Regions from separate parts of the Mus musculus genome. Here regions 2 and 3 are each linked to region 1. The links are chromatin contacts, called in public Hi-C and HiCAR-type maps. All regions are on one chromosome and are shown on one strand. Each heading gives the region's core, a stretch centred on a gene start, on an enhancer-like site or on the middle of the called end of the contact. The rest is flanking DNA. Distances are from core to core; before and after follow the strand shown.

Evidence for each region. Hi-C and Micro-C count contacts between places; a contact is called where the count stands out from the background. HiCAR-type assays count read pairs that join an accessible place to other places.
Region 2: a HiCAR-type map of astrocytes shows a contact between it and region 1, with 1.9 times the contacts expected there. The contact joins two enhancer-like sites. A contact is called at or near these places in 2 of 484 Hi-C or Micro-C datasets (cerebellum and cortical neurons), 3 of 115 datasets of contacts at active chromatin or transcription factors (astrocytes, embryonic fibroblasts and embryonic stem cells) and 2 of 9 other capture datasets (embryonic stem cells and embryonic tail).
Region 3: a contact with region 1 is called in a Hi-C map of adipose-derived mesenchymal stem cells, with 3 times the contacts expected there. The contact joins two enhancer-like sites.

The regions. Positions count from the first base shown.
Region 1 is chr11:17,466,055-17,471,185 of GRCm38.p6, reverse strand. No RefSeq gene overlaps it. Among named protein-coding and RNA genes, the nearest start is that of Gm31268, 140 kb to the right of the region's middle. Within about 2 kb of position 2,180, at least 62 of the 459 cell types and tissues checked have an H3K27ac peak or open chromatin away from gene starts, as enhancers often do. A contact at or near this core is called in adipose-derived mesenchymal stem cells and astrocytes, where this site is marked.
Region 2 is chr11:18,112,758-18,117,888 of GRCm38.p6, reverse strand. No RefSeq gene overlaps it. Among named protein-coding and RNA genes, the nearest start is that of Gm12018, 19 kb to the right of the region's middle. Within about 2 kb of position 2,023, at least 26 of the 459 cell types and tissues checked have an H3K27ac peak or open chromatin away from gene starts, as enhancers often do. A contact at or near this core is called in astrocytes, where this site is marked.
Region 3 is chr11:18,067,957-18,073,087 of GRCm38.p6, reverse strand. No RefSeq gene overlaps it. Among named protein-coding and RNA genes, the nearest start is that of Gm12018, 25 kb to the left of the region's middle. Within about 2 kb of position 1,952, at least 30 of the 459 cell types and tissues checked have an H3K27ac peak or open chromatin away from gene starts, as enhancers often do. A contact at or near this core is called in adipose-derived mesenchymal stem cells, where this site is marked.

The DNA of each region.
Region 1 (5,131 bases), core at 931-3,430:
TTAAGAGATATTAAGGAAAAAAGATGTTGCTTCCTGTTATTTTGTTGTTAGAGATGAAATTATGGCTTTCTGTGGTTATCTTCTTTTTGGTTTGTTAAAAGAAGATTATTATCTAGCCTTTTCTAGGGTGTAGTTTCCCTCCTTGTGTTGGACTTTTTCATTTATTATTTTTTGAAGGGCTGGATTTATGTAGAGATACTGTGTAAATTTATTTTTGTCACAGAATATCTTTGTTTCTCTGACTATGATTATTAAGAGTATTGCTTTGTATAGTAGACTGGGCTGGCATTTGTGTTCTCTTAGGGTCTCTATGAGATATGCCCAGGATCTTCTGGCTTTCATAGTCTCTGGTGAGAAGTCTGGTGTAATTCTGATAGGTCTGCCTTTGTGTGTTACTTGACCTTTCTCCTTTACTGCTCTTAATATTCTTTCATTTTTTTGTGCATTTGGTGTTTTGATTATTATGTGACAGGAGGAATTTCTTTTCTTATCCAATCTCTTTGGTGTTCTGTGGGCTTCTGGTATGTTCATGGGCCTCTCTTTGTTTAGGTTAGGGACGTTTTGTTCTATAATTTTGTTGAAGATATTTACTGGCCCTTTAAGTTGGGAATTGTCACTCTTCTATACCTATTATCCTTAGCTTTGGTCTTCTCATTGCATCCTGGATGTTTTGTTTTAGGATCTTTTTGCATTTTGCCTTTTCTTTGATTATTGTGTCAATGTTTTCTATAGTATCATTTGAACCTGAGATTCTCTTTCTTTTCTTGTATTCTGATGGTGATGCTTGCATCTATGGCTCCTGATTGTTTCCTAGGTTTTCTATCTCCAGAGTTGTCTCTTTTTGTGATTTCCTTATCTTTGTGATTTCTTTTAGTTTCTACTTCCATTTTTAGATTCTGGATGGTTTTGTTCAATTCCTTCACCTGTTTTGTTGTGTTTTCCTGTGATACTTTAAGATAGTTTTGTGTTTCCTCTTTATGGGCTTCTAGCTGTTTACCTGTGTTCTCCTGTAATTCTTTGAGGGATTTTTGTGTTTCCTCTTTAAGGGTTTCTACCTGTTTACCTGTGTTCTCCTCTATTTCTTTAAGAGAGTTGTTTACGTACTTCTTAAAATCCTCTATCAGCATCATGATATATGGTTTTAAATCCACATCTTGCTTTTCTGGTGTGTTGGGGGAATCCAGGACTTGCCGTGGTGGGAGATCTGTGTTCTTATGGTGCCAAGTAATCTTGGTTTCTGTTGGTAAGATTCTTGCATTTGCCTTTCTCAATATGGTTATTTCTGGTGTTAGATGTTCTTGCTCTCCCTGACTGGAGCTTGTTCCTCCTGTGGGTCTGTAAGCCTATGTCAGCACTCCTGGGAGACCAGCTCTCTCTTGGTGGGACCCATGCACAACGGGTTGTGGAACAGCCTCAGCTCCAGGGTACAGATGGCAGAGTGGAAGGATCATGTCCAAGCTGCTTCACTGATCTTGCACCCCATGTGCTCCTGGCCCGCTCCACTCCACACAGTTATTGGAGAGAAAGTGGCTGTCTCACCTCCGAACTCAGGAGTAAAAACACTCCTAGGAAAACAGGTCTCCCCTGGCAGGACCCATGCACAGCAGGCTATGGAACAGCCTCAGTTCACAAGTGCAGATGTCAGACTGGTCTACTTTGACTTTCTGTTGCCATGATAAACACGGCAACCTCAGAGGTCATAACTTCCAGAAAGGGTTTTATTTATGCTGCTAGTTACAGGTCAGAGTTCACCCTTTAGGGACTTAGTCAGAATATGAACTGAAGCAGAAACCACCCATAGGAAATGCTTCTTACTGGTGTCACTCACTAGCTCACTTGCTTGGATAGTTTTTATCTCAGCCCAGATCCACTTACCTAGGGAATGGAGCTACCCACATTGGGCTAGGCTGTCCTACATCAATCATCAATCAGAAAAAATCTCCTACAGGCATTGCTTCAGGCCATTCTGATCTGGGCAATTCCTCAGTTTAGGTCTGTCTTCCCAAATGACACTAGATTGTGTCAAGGTGACAACAAAAAAATCTAACCAACACAACACCCTGCCTACAGTAGTGAAATCCAACTAAAAGAACCAATTAGAAAGCACAGGCATGCAAAGCACATACCATCCCAGCCCTGCTACAATTCTAGCCTATGATGTCACCAGCCTCTTGATTAAGGCCTAGGATGTTTCCTGCCTGGATGATGATTCTTCCTTGGCCCCATGCCTTGAGCTCTTAACTCTGCCTCTGAGTCACCTTTTTCCACAGGAAATGAGCTATTTTTTAGATCCCTACCTCAAAGCAATCATATTAGGAGTCTTTCAATAGATTCTGAATCTAATAATGTTTGAATAAGTAGACAGATCCATACATACATAGAGAAAGATAATATACATATATGTGATACGTTTTACTTATCTACTGAAATGGGCACTGTCTTGCATATTGTGCTGTCCTGCTGCCTTTTATCCTTAATTGTTTGTCTTGAACATTATTTACTAAAAACACATGTAAATCTACCTCTGACTCACCCACCACTACCACTTTGTGAGTCATATCCCATTTTTGAGAAACTTTACTTAGCTGGGTGTCACATAATAGCTCTCTAGTGAACTGTACTTCCATAGTCCTGGCCTTTTTCCTTCTAACTCTCACACAAAAGTAAAGAGCAATTAAGCAATTTTGATGTTTACTGCTTGCCAGACTTTATTCTGAGATGTAACAAGTGAAACTCTCGTAACCTTTGCAATGCCTGGCGATGTAGGTGTCAGTGGGTTATGTGTGAGTCTCTGGGGTCACCCAGCTAGAAATAACAGAGGTGGGTTCAAATAGGCCCTCTGATGTAAGGCCCAAGTTCTTTGTTGATTCATTATGTACCCTAAGCACTGTGCTCTCTAATGAAGTCTTTCATATCTATTCATGTCTACATCTCATTAGAATTATGTTGATATTTTCAAGCCCTCTAGTAGACCTGCAATAAATATTCATGAACTGGATGATGCCAAGTTCTGAACAACCTGCCAGGGGTCATTCTACCACGTATATTATCTAGCATTTTAGGGGTTTGGTTTTTATCATTGTTTCGACAAAATACCTGTCCAAAACAATAATAATAATATAAATTTATGGAAGAAGGAGTTTATTTTGACTTACACTTCAAGGGAATCCATTCCCTGATGGCAAGGAAGGCATAGAGGAAGGAGTAGGAGGCCAACTGATCACATTGCATTAGCAAGCAAGAAATAGGGCCAGGCTATGCAACTCAAGGCCCACTCCTAGTGACCCACTTCCTCCAGCAAAACTCCACCTCCTAAACGTTGTTCCCTGAACAACTCCACCAACTGAGGACCAAGTGTTTGAACACATGAACCTTTGAGGGGATATTTCACTTTCACACCACCTCTTTCTTAAGCCAGAAATTTTGAACTGATTGTTCTGTGTTTATTGTGGAGGAGACTGGATTGGAAATAATTAGGAAGTCACATCTGAACACAGACCTATCTGATTCTAACGCATGACCATATTGTTAGTTGTAATGTCAACTGTCACAAAGTATAATCACCTGAGTAGGGCTCCTCTCCTAGAGAAAGGCCCTGGTTGTCTTCATTAATCCAAGCATAGCGCCCTCCCATGGATTGTTGGTAGCCACTGTCTGGTAGCAACCTAGGTAAAAAGAGTAGAGCAGAAGGAAGATCATAGTGTCACTTGCTAGTTCAACTCTGCCTCTTGCTGACCAATGATTTACACTGTTTCCAAGGATAAGGGCTCCTTCACTGATATCAGAAGAGTACAGAACTGTGAAATGCCACCTTCTGAGCATGACAAAGGCATTGTCATCATGATCACACAATAAAAGTGGCTGCCTGCACTGGCCCTACATAAGACTAGGCATGCCAGCAGTCAATCACGGATTGGGTAAGGACTCATAAGACCTACCCCCTCGGTGGTGAACGACTGTCCATTAATAGATTGTGTGGGAGGCATAGTCAGGTGCTACCTTCAGTTACATACTGATGAGCCCAGCTGGCTGCAATGGATAGTTCCAAACCCATGGTCACACAGAATAAGTTTAGAGGGGCACAAAACAAAACAAAAGCCACAAATGTGGGGAAAGGAACTTGTAAAGAGGAGGAAAAGTTGAAAAGGGCAGTAAGGAGAAAAGAGAGGGTGGGGAGGAGAGCAACCAGAATACTGTATACACGTATGTAATTGCCAAAAAAAAACCAAATTAGTAAAATTTTGAAAAAGGAAAAGCAGACAGTGAATCACTTCTGATGATGATAGTGCCTGTGCTGGTGGTGCCAGTGCTGGTGCTGGTGGTGCCTGTGCTGGTGCTGGTGGTGCCTGTGCTGGTGGTGCCTGTGCTGGTGGTGCCTGTGCTGGTGCTGGTGGTGCCTGTGCTGGTTCTGGTGGTGCCTGTGCTGGTGGTGCCTGTGCTGGTGCTGGTGGTGCCTGTGCTGGTGCTGGTGGTGCCTGTGCTGGTGGTGCCTGTGCTGGTGGTGCCGGTGCTGGTGGTGCCGGTGCTGGTGGTGCCGGTGCTGGTGGTGCCTGTGCTGGTGGTGCCTGTGCTGGTGGTGCCGGTGCTGGTGGTGCCTGGACTGGTGGTGCCTGTGCTGGTGGTGCCGGTGCTGGTGGTGCCTGTGCTGGTGGTGCCTGTGCTGGTGGTGCCGGTGCTGGTGGTGCCTGTGCTGGTGGTGCCGGTGCTGGTGGTGCCGGTGCTGGTGGTGCCTGTGCTGGTGGTGCTGGTGCTGGTGGTGGCGGGGCTGGTGGTGCCTGTGCTGGTGGTGCCTGTGCTGGTGGTGCCGGTGCTGGTGCTGCCGGTGCTGGTGGTGCCGGGGCTGGTGCTGCCGGTGCTGGTGGTGCCTGGGCTGGTGCTGGTGGTGCCGCTGCTAGTGGTGCCTGTGCTGGTGGTGCCGGTGCTGGTGGTGCCTGGGCTGGTGGTGCCGGTGCTGGTGGTGCCGGTGCTGGTGGTGCCGGTGCTGGTGGTGCCTGTGCTGGTGGTGCTGGTGCTGGTGGTGCTGGTGCTGGTGGTGCCGGTGCTGGTGGTGCCGGTGCTGGTGGTGCCTGGGCTGGTGGTGCCGGTGCTGGTGGTGCCGGTGCTGGTGGTGCCTGGGCTGGTGGTGCCGGTG
Region 2 (5,131 bases), core at 774-3,273, 650 kb before region 1:
ATAGCATGCTATCCCCTTAGGGGACGACTCCTTCCCTCCCTTACCACCTACTCAGTCCTTCTTGAAGTATGTATGATGAAGGTTCATTAAAAAAAAAAATTCTAATTTGCTAAGAACTAATGCTTTTTTAAAAAAAAAAATCACTTGTTTATACTCTGCAGTAGAACCAAGCAGCTACAAAGGCTTCAACTCTTTGCCAGGTAACTTATATCAAAGCATTGGTGGTTTTCAGAATGCCATTAGCTCACAAACTGTATTTCATAAATCTTTTATGCAAGCGTTCTTCTCACTCGAGTTCTACCTTCATTGAGAACTTTCGGTGTATGGAGGAGGGAATAATCACATTCCTGACCCTTTCCTATACTTCTGTGTCTCCTGGAGTTTTATTCTGCCAATCACTGCCTATTTCTTAATGCTGCACTTGAATCTTTATACTGAAACCCCTTAAGATAAGAAAGAGGATCACAGATCTTGCTGAATAAGTATTAGTGTGTGAGTGGTTATGATCCATATAGTCTTGAGGTTTAAATCAAATTTCATATTGAGTTTGAGCATAATAATTATAATGATGCCGTGAGGTGGGCTGTTATAGTAACTTTTATTTGCCTGACATATTTGTCATCTTGGAGGCTTACTAACTCCATCTACTAACCTAGTTTTAGTCCTAGAAGCATCTAGCCTCCATACAATCTGATCTGAACCTCATATTTTTTCAGCCTCTGAGACTTACTGATGAATACAATCATCTTTTTTAGTTCTTTCTGAACTCTGTTGGTTGGTTTAACTCAGATGCTCTGGGTCAAACTCTTCTCCTAGATGGCTTCTCAAATTGGCTTCTCTCTCTGCATCTGACTGGGTTGCTCTACTTGTCCTCAAAGTAACTCAGGCAATCTGTTCTAACCTTCTGGCTCCTTCTCATTCTCTGGCTCATTCTGTCTTCACCTGTGTCTAACTTGTTCTCTGTCCAATCCATCTCTGTAAAACTCTCCAAGTATGTCCTCCTCTCTGTGCTACTCTTTTAAGATGCCCTTCCATCCTGTCTCTTGTGAGAGGTGGGCATATCCTATCTCTAACACATTCTGTCAAATCTTTCTCTGATTCATCATTTTGTCTGCTCCTCAATTAGAAGTTACTTTCAAACATGGGTGCTTCCTTCTTACAACTAACTTTACCTTCATTGTTTGGGATTAAACATGTGTACTAGGGTGTGTCTGTAATCCAGCCAGAGCAGCCCTATTGCTGGATTAAAACTCCTCTACAGTTGCCCACATCTCAACATGCCCAACAAAGTTAGCAAAAGTGTCTGCATGGCTTGTAGCATACGGGGCCCTCATTTTGCAGAAAAACATTCACTACTCAACTGACAGAATCCTACATGGATTCAGACATAGAACACTGCTCTTTTAACTGGTTTAGCAAAGGAAAGCACACTTTGCACAGATCTATTAATCCCTCCTAACTTGCCCTGATTAATGTGAAGTATAAGTTCAGCTTTCTCAAGAGAAGAGAAGTAGCCAAGTCTGCTGAGGAAAGTAAGATGTGTGTATTAGTTGCTGGGTTCATAAGGAGTGGGTGCTATAAATAAACTGGAGAACTAGTGAAAACAAATCTCCAATCTGTCTAGCATGAAATACACATGCATTCATATTCGCATTCAACCCACTGCACTGACCCAAGGTTTTCCAAAGGGAAAACCATTAAGGACAGAGCAGGAAGAGACTAAGAACTGGCAATCGCTAGTGACATGTTTACTAAATATGCTCTGAAACATTAAACATAGCATTAAAAAGTAGAGAAGCCAAAATATAATTTTTCGAGGCGGGAAGCACTGACTCAAGCTTAGACTCTCATATGTCTTTCCAGCACTTTGTAGCACTTGGCTTCACAACCGGAGTTCAGCCAAATGAATCTGCATCTTTGGAGTCTCCAGGCAACGCCCAAATTGGCATTTCTGTCACAGGAGAGCTAGCCAGGAAAACCCTTTTGGAAAGGAACCGTTGGCTAGAATCATTCTAGCACCATCCAGACATCATAGTCAATTACAAACACACAAGACTAACCTGACAGCCAGCTCTGTAAGTAGTAGACACTAGACATCCCCAGGGACTTGGCTTGGCTCCAGTGAGCACTCCCTGCGACAAGAACCCTTTTATGCAAGACACTCCAAGGATTCGGCAGACTGCAGTGAGTGCACAGTCGCCATTCTACTACCCACCCTCAGAAATGCCAGGCTTCTCTGTAAACCAAGCAAGTAGAAATGCCTGGCATTAAGGTCATTTCCAACATTTAAAATAGACAAATACACTCCTAATCACATCTCCATTTCCCACCCATCTGGCACTAAATTTTTTCAGATGGTAGCCAAGAAAAAAGAAAGGAATTTCTTGAAAACCCTTGTCCCATGACTTAGGCGAATGAAAAGATATAGTTCTCTTTAGAAGCTTTTGTTACTGTTCTGATTTTTTTTCTTTCCCCTACAAGAAGTTCTTTGGCAAAAGGCAGAAAGTTTGATCATGAGTATTCAGATTTCTGCACAATAGATTAGTCAAATGATGTTACAGGAAGCTATTTGTATTTACAGTGGGACTGTGGCCTGAAGGATCAGGCTTCTTGGAAAAGTGGAGAAAAAAAGTGTTACACTACTAAATATTGACTGTCTGAACACCTTGAGAAGAACGCCATGCCTCCTTCCCTCACATGGGTGTGACCTTGGCAATGGGACTTGTTAAAGGAAAAATCAGATCAATGACTTGATTAGTCACACTACTCCAGAGCCATCAATAAGGTACCCATCAATAGTCACGACTTGGTCAATGTCAGTCTGCTCAATTGAGCTAGATCCCTGTGACAACAGTTAACATGGAGGTTTTTCCATATGCAGGCCACTATTCAGATTGCCACTACATGTGGATCTTGGCTCTGAAGAAGAGCTTAAGGAGGCTCATGTTTCCCCTTATTCTAGCCATGAACTCTTTTGTTCAAGGAGGTCAGAGACTCAGGTGTTAATCCTGGTGAAATGCTAGGGAGCTTTCCCCAGTCTTCCTCAGACAGAACCATAATGTGGGCCTCTAACTAGCTTTTTTCTCAAGAAGAAACACTTTCTTTCTATAATAAATTCTTTTTCTTTTCTTGAAAGATTATCCAGAAATTATAACAGCTTCACATTCCAGTGATCGTTGGCATTTCTCACTTGGAAACCGTTCTCAAGTAACATTTTCTTACTTGTATTCCAATGTCATTTTACACAATGCCCTTGGAAGCTTAGATTCTAAGAACATGTGTCATGCAAGATACTCCCTCTTCAGCATGCTAAAGAGTCCTGTGGCGGAATACCAAGGCCTCCCTTCCCATTCTTACTAATCCTGGAGGAAATCTGAGTCCAGAAAGAAAGGGCCCCTAATAGAGCGACCTTTCTGAGGCTTGACATCTGCCCCCCGGAAAGCGTCTCCCGTACTCAGTCTAATCCACCTGGAGGCTCCTCAGCTTGATGGAAGGTCGTTTTTAAAAAGCCATTAGATTGAGAGCCTTGTCTTAGATTCAAAGCTTGTAGGCTGCTGAGGATGATGAGGCGGGGGCAAAGAGAAAGGGAAGTATTTTGTTTTTCAGGTGCAATTCTCAAGACACTTTTTAGGATGAGCTCTTGTCCAAGAACAACTTTATTGGTATGAAAGTCAAGGTAAGGCTTCCTAATAGGAAGGAGGCTTCTGGCTTCCCAGAGTGATGTAATGGTGAACATAAAACTCACCTCACTAACAAGAACCAAGAAGCTCAATTCTTGAAATTCACAATCCACAGAGGATCAACAGCTTCTATTCTGGATATCTTAAAGGTGACTGTCCTAAACCACCCCTCTGTCTGCGGTGATGAAACCTTGGACATCCACAGTTATGTGGATGTTTGTAGCTGTATGTTTCTTACAGCAACTAAGGCGAAAACCTAAACTTCAAATTGAACTGGCTTTTTGATTTATGTCCTCGGCCAGAGAAGCAAACCCAGATGGAGTTTCCGACAATAATGGAGTCATGTCTCTCCAAGGAGAGGGAGGGAGGAAGAATAAAAGGAAGGATGAGAGAGAGAGAGAGAGAGAGAGAGAGAGAGAGAGAGAGAGAGAGATTGAGTAATAGGATAATTGTCAGGATCACTAAAAAAATCCAACTGTTAGGAAAATTAAAGGAGTTCAAAATGTAAGCTTTATAAAAAGAAAAAAAATCTGTAAAGTGGGAATTAAGATTCCTATGTGCTCCCCAAATTCATTTGAGAGAGAAATTACTTACATGTCTAATGAAAGAAAAGCTTGCTCAATTTTAGTAATTTTCTGGTATTGGGGAATTTCTTGTATGGAAAAATATTTGCCATTAATCAACAGCTTACTGTTTTCTCTCTCACATATATGTGATCTGCTTATAGATATATACACTATGTTCATCATTATTGTTCTTGTGGCAATCTGGAAATACTGTAGCCTCTAAAGTGGATCGATACATGAATATTAAAACTTGTGAAAACTAGTTGAGGGAAAGGAAATAATGTGTACAATCCTGATCATAACAAAATACTATTCTGACAATAATGAAATCTCTGACAAACACTCACAGCAAATATCTTAGCTTCATGTTTTCCTAAAGTGATAGCCTAGAAAGATCCTGACTTATACAAGGTTGCCCTGCCAGAAAGCTGTGATTGACAGCTGACTCCCAATCTCATACTTCTCTAGTAGAAATACTTCATTTGATCTCAATAGGACACATTCCAGAAAAACTAATAATGTCTTCAGATGTTGTGTGATCAAATGATTGGTTTTTGCCACACTTCCATTCTTTTGCCAAAAGATGCCTATATTTTTCATGATCTAAAAGAGAGGTCATTTTACTCACTGAACAACAGTAGAACTCCTCTGCATTACCAAGTTTAGACAGATCAGATAAAGCACAAATATGTAGAGCTAGAGAGTTGGACGCTAGAGAGTTGCCAGGTGCTGAAGAACAGTGCATTTATAGATGACCCAGGGTTGGTTCTGAGTGTTCACATACAACCTTAGGACTGGATGGGCTTAACTCTGATTCCAGGGGATCCAGCATACTCTTCAAAGCTCTGAAAGGACCAGACATAGTGTAGTTACAAACATTTATAC
Region 3 (5,131 bases), core at 703-3,202, 600 kb before region 1:
TTTATATATAACCAAAATATATAAATGTCTACATTTTTATATCCAATTTTGCCTTGCCAGAATAGGCTATTATGGTGCCAGGACACAACATTTTTTCAGAATGACTAATTATTAAATAAGAAATTAAGAAACACATAGCTTCATTTCTTTGAATTTAACTTTTCATCTGCAACATGAAACAATTGAATTAATTTGTATGTCAGTCCCCCACCCCCTCCTTTTTTTTAACCTAAAATTGTTTTATATTTCTAAATTCCTATTCTAAGTTTGTGCTTGCATAGTTACCCAAACTGTTTGGGTGGATAGGCCAATGGTGGTCTAAACCACCCACTCACCACACACACACACACACACACACACACACACACACATACACACACACACACACATACACACACACATACACACACACACACACACACACACTCACACACACTCACACACACACACATACACACACACACACACACAACTCCAAGCAAGAATGGGATGTTTGTGACTTACTTTCCCTTGCTGTGATGAAGCAGCATGGTCAAAAGCAACCTGTGGAAGGAAGAGTTTATTTTGGCTTGTAATTCCAGAAAGATAAGAGATATGGTGGGGAGACATGGCATGAGTAATCATGGTGAAGAGGCATGACAAGGCAGCAGAAGCAGGTGGCTGAGCAATCAAATCTCAACCCCAAGAACAAAGGAGAGAGAGAAGTGGGTAGAAGCTTCGAATTCTCAAAGCCCACCCCCTTTGGCCTACTTCTTCCAGCAAGGCTGCAGCTCCTCCTAACCCTTTCCCACATTGCCACCAACTGGGGATCAAGTACTCAAATGCCTAAGCCTAAAAGAGACATTTCTCATTTGAGCCACCATGACACTGTATCATATTTAACCACACACAGTCAATTTAAAATGTGTAGTGTGGACACCACAGTGAATGCAAGAAGAACCCATGAAATGGTCTCATCTGAAAAGGGAATACAGGACCCAGAGTTCTATGTGAACTGCCTATTTCCAGTCCCAGTAGTTGCCTTCCATCAAACAATGTCATGAGCTACCCTAAAATCAAATGGAAGTTAACGTGTAAGAAAGGAGAAACCAATTCCAGGCTAGCTCTTTTGTAATATAATCAACATTGCACTTACGATGATTTTAAAATTTGAAGTTGAATTCCATCTCTTTTTTTTTTTTCCATAAAACTCAAATGGGAGAAAGCACGAGAGCTTAAGGAGATGGTTCCTATGTGTTTCCTGCTGGGACACACGGTAGAGATGACTGGAAGCTAGGACTGTTGGTGCAAGGTATACCATTATTTTATGCAAAGATAGGAAACCCAGACATAACAACTCCTGCTTTGACTTGTGATGCTTGCCTCCTTCTGACCTGCCTTGCTGTCTATAAGCACACCTTCCTTTTTTCCAAGCATCTGATTGGCTGCTCCTTTTGTCACATGTTTTGTTCCACCAATATCACACTTAGTGCATGTTTCTCTGCACTCCTGCCTTTCTTGCCTGCAAGAGTAGTTTTGCTTCAGTGATAAGTAGCAATGTATTTTGTTAAAGATACTTTCAGAGAAGCAGCACCATGTATACAGCGCAATGCATATCATGCCACTAAAGTTAAAAAAAAACAAACAAACAAAGACAACAACAACAACAACAAAAACATGTACAGCTATAGCCAGGATCAATAATGTACAGGTAGTGACTGCTACTATCACTGCCACATGTCCAAAAGTAAGCATAAAACATTGATGAGAAACCACATTCCAATTTCAGAGATGTAATAAAAAAAAATACAATGAGGATCATACCATAGGATGTTCACTTCATCTGTGGCAACCAGTTTGAGGAGCTCATGTGTCTCTTCCCAGTGAAGCTCCCCAAGGGGCAATAGCACTAGCTCAAGCACACCTACACTCAGTGACTTCAGCATGACTCACCGGTGGCTCAAGGCCTACAGGGAGGGCTCCCGGATTTCTGCCAATAAGCTTGCATGTGACTAGTTGTGATTCGGTGGATTTGAAGCATATGGCAATATGGCTACTTGCCACTGGCTTTGTGGTATGCTAGGCCAAAGCTGAAGAATCCCCTTCTGTGTTCACTTTCCTTCTGTTTGTTTGAAGTTCCTTTTCTAAGAGAGTTAAAAATCTCTGCTCTAGTCTTTACTTGAATTGTCAAAGTGGATAGAGGATATCACCATCTAACTTGTCAATCTGCCCTTCAGACAGTAATAACTCAACTCTTCCTATCCCTATCTATCTAGGACAAAACCAAAATCATATTTCCAGTCCTGTGTCTTCTTGTTGGCTCGAGCTACACAGGCTAACAGCTTTGGTCAGTTTGAGTCAGTACCACAGCCCCTGCTCCTTTACTTCCTGAAGGATGGTAACTCATTTTCTTATTGACCTTGAGTGAGCAAGTCATCAGATTTCTCACAGCAAGTCCACTCTGTTTCCTACTTCAGAGCTTATTCATCCTCAAGCTCTCTGGTCTTTATCTGGAAAATGCACTGAAATGCTTCTGCTACATGTATTTATTGTAAATATGTCCCTAAAACTGCACATGATTTAAGTGTGTGGCTGGTTTTAGTTTCTAAATGAATATATAAAATAAACCTGTATACAACTGGATAGCTTCCAGACCTGTGTGTTGTGCATCAGACCTTCAGTTATAGCTTCACCTGCACGAATCAGCTCATGAATGTAAACTACAGTTTCCTCTTTCCGTCGGGTTCCTGGGGAAGTCTATTTGATTTCATTTGGAAACCTGTGGATAATGTTGATTCTCCACTTCAAAACCTTCAATATAAATAAGACGAAACATTAGATATGACTCAGTCCTCAGAGCCACTCATTCATTCTTCGTTCACCCATTCAGTATGATCCATCCAGTATGAGCCTACAGTATAGCAGGGAAAGTCATCTATAAAGACAATTACAGTGCAGTACATTATGTCGAATGTAAAGATACGCTTAAAGCATCAGGACGCACAAAGTCTGTGTATCACTCTGACATCTTCAGAAGCTGCAACCCACCAGAAACAAGCTCCCCGTTATCAAGTTTGACATTCTGAGTGGCTATTGAGGAGAGACAGATGGTGTTTGACCACAACAAAGGGGAACTGAGGAACAGAAGGCTTTGTTTACACTCCAAGTGAGGAAATGGAGGGTTAAAAAAGTAATCACACCAACGCAAAAAGAGGAGGACGATAGCAAAGTATCAGGACTGCAGCTGGATGAATAATTGATGAGCTGATAGCCTTACCGAGCATCTCATTAATATGATGCTGCGGGTTCATTAAGCACTACTCCAGGCTTGTCTTAGAGGGGCCTCCTGAGTCTTGATTAGAGATTGTGTGGCTTTTGCTTCGACATCAGAACTTTGGGTTTTAGGTTCTGACAACTGCTGCTTACACTTCTGTCCTTTACCCTGGCACCTTTTGGAAGCTCTGCTCTATTCCCCCTCACTAATCATGGGCTTCTAACCATGACAGTCAGTCCTAGTAAATAATATATCAAGATAAATGATAATTGTTCTCTTTTAAGTGTCTCCTAATGAGCATCATAAATTAAAAATTAATATTGCAAAGACTGTATGAATAGCATCAAATCCATAAACAAAGCAGCGGGTATCACGCTTGCAAATGAAAGCTAAACACCTCCCTTGTCCTCTTTATCATTTCCCACCCCTACCCACCCTCCCCCACCTCCCTTACCATCTCTATCCTAGATTTTCAGAACTCAAAATTAAGCTACCAGGAAATTACATCGCAAACAACACACACACACACACACACACACACACACACACACACACACACACATACACACACACACACACACACACACACACACACCTGCTACCTATCCTTCTGGGTTTCATGTGATTTGATGTCTCAGCTAAAAAAAAAAATTATTTTCCTTAGCCTAAAACCAGGTTTAGATAGACAAAATAAAGTTGATTTACAAAATGCTTTCAGTAGGGCCTACAAACTAGGTCAATTCCCATAGAAAGGTTGATAAGAAAGTGACATTTATTAGCATGATATAAATTCTGTCCTACTGAGTTTCAGACTAAGTCAGCATTTTGGAAAAGACTGCACCACAAAGCAACCAAAGACTTGTCCCCTCTGTGCTGGCATTAGTACTTTCCTTTAGTCCCTCTCCTCCTTTTTTATAGTGCTTTTCTGACTTTCAACAGTTTTCTACACTTAATGTCACAAAATCTGTAATAGAAAAGTGAGAGAAAATACTAATCAGAAGTGAAGGACACTTTGGTCAGGCACACCTATTTGGTTACAAAGGTTACATGGCTAACATTTTAGAAGCCGTTTTGCAGTTCACTAGACACTATGTTTTGTCTTCCTTCTAGCTCCTTCACAACAGCAGTGAAGAACAGACAACATCATTCTTTCTCACAGTTCATTGGCTGTCTAGAGGAAAGGAGGGCTCAGTCAACAAGCTGTCTGAATCCCTTTGAAGGTGGATGTATGGATGGCCTTGGCATTATCAAGGAACTAGTATGTATAAAGTAGCCTCACACCATCTTCAATACTGAGGGTGCACACTTGTCTTGCCTATATAAAGATTCCAGCCGTAGGGCACTTGCACATCTCACTGTAAATAAACATGTGAGGTTTGTGCCATATAAAACACTAGCTGAGCTGCTACTGGACTGAAAGAACAAAGTTCCCTACACTCTCACCTATGAGTTCTATAGCAAATCTCTGTGTCTCTAAATATTCTCTGCCAAGGCATTCACTTGGATTACTAAGCCAAAGGCTGCATCTGTTCTTCACAGACAAATGGAGAAAATTCAGAAGTGACTCATTTTGGCAATTGAGCTATGAAACCAATACAACGTTGGTTGAACTTCAGGCTGTGACTGGGGTCCTTTCACTACACTTAGCTGCCCCCGTGCCTTTGTGAAACACTCAAAATAGACTGTGGAGTAGGCAATGAGGTTTCTGTGATGTTCTCACAAATAGAGACCTTACAACTAAAAGGTTAGGATAATGAAAACCTAGACTTCTCTCTCCCTGGGAGGCCTTAAAGCCAACAAAGGCTGTGCCTCTCCAAACCAAAAGGGGCTAATGTTCATTAAAGGAATTAAACCTGCTTCAAAACAAGGGGAAATTAA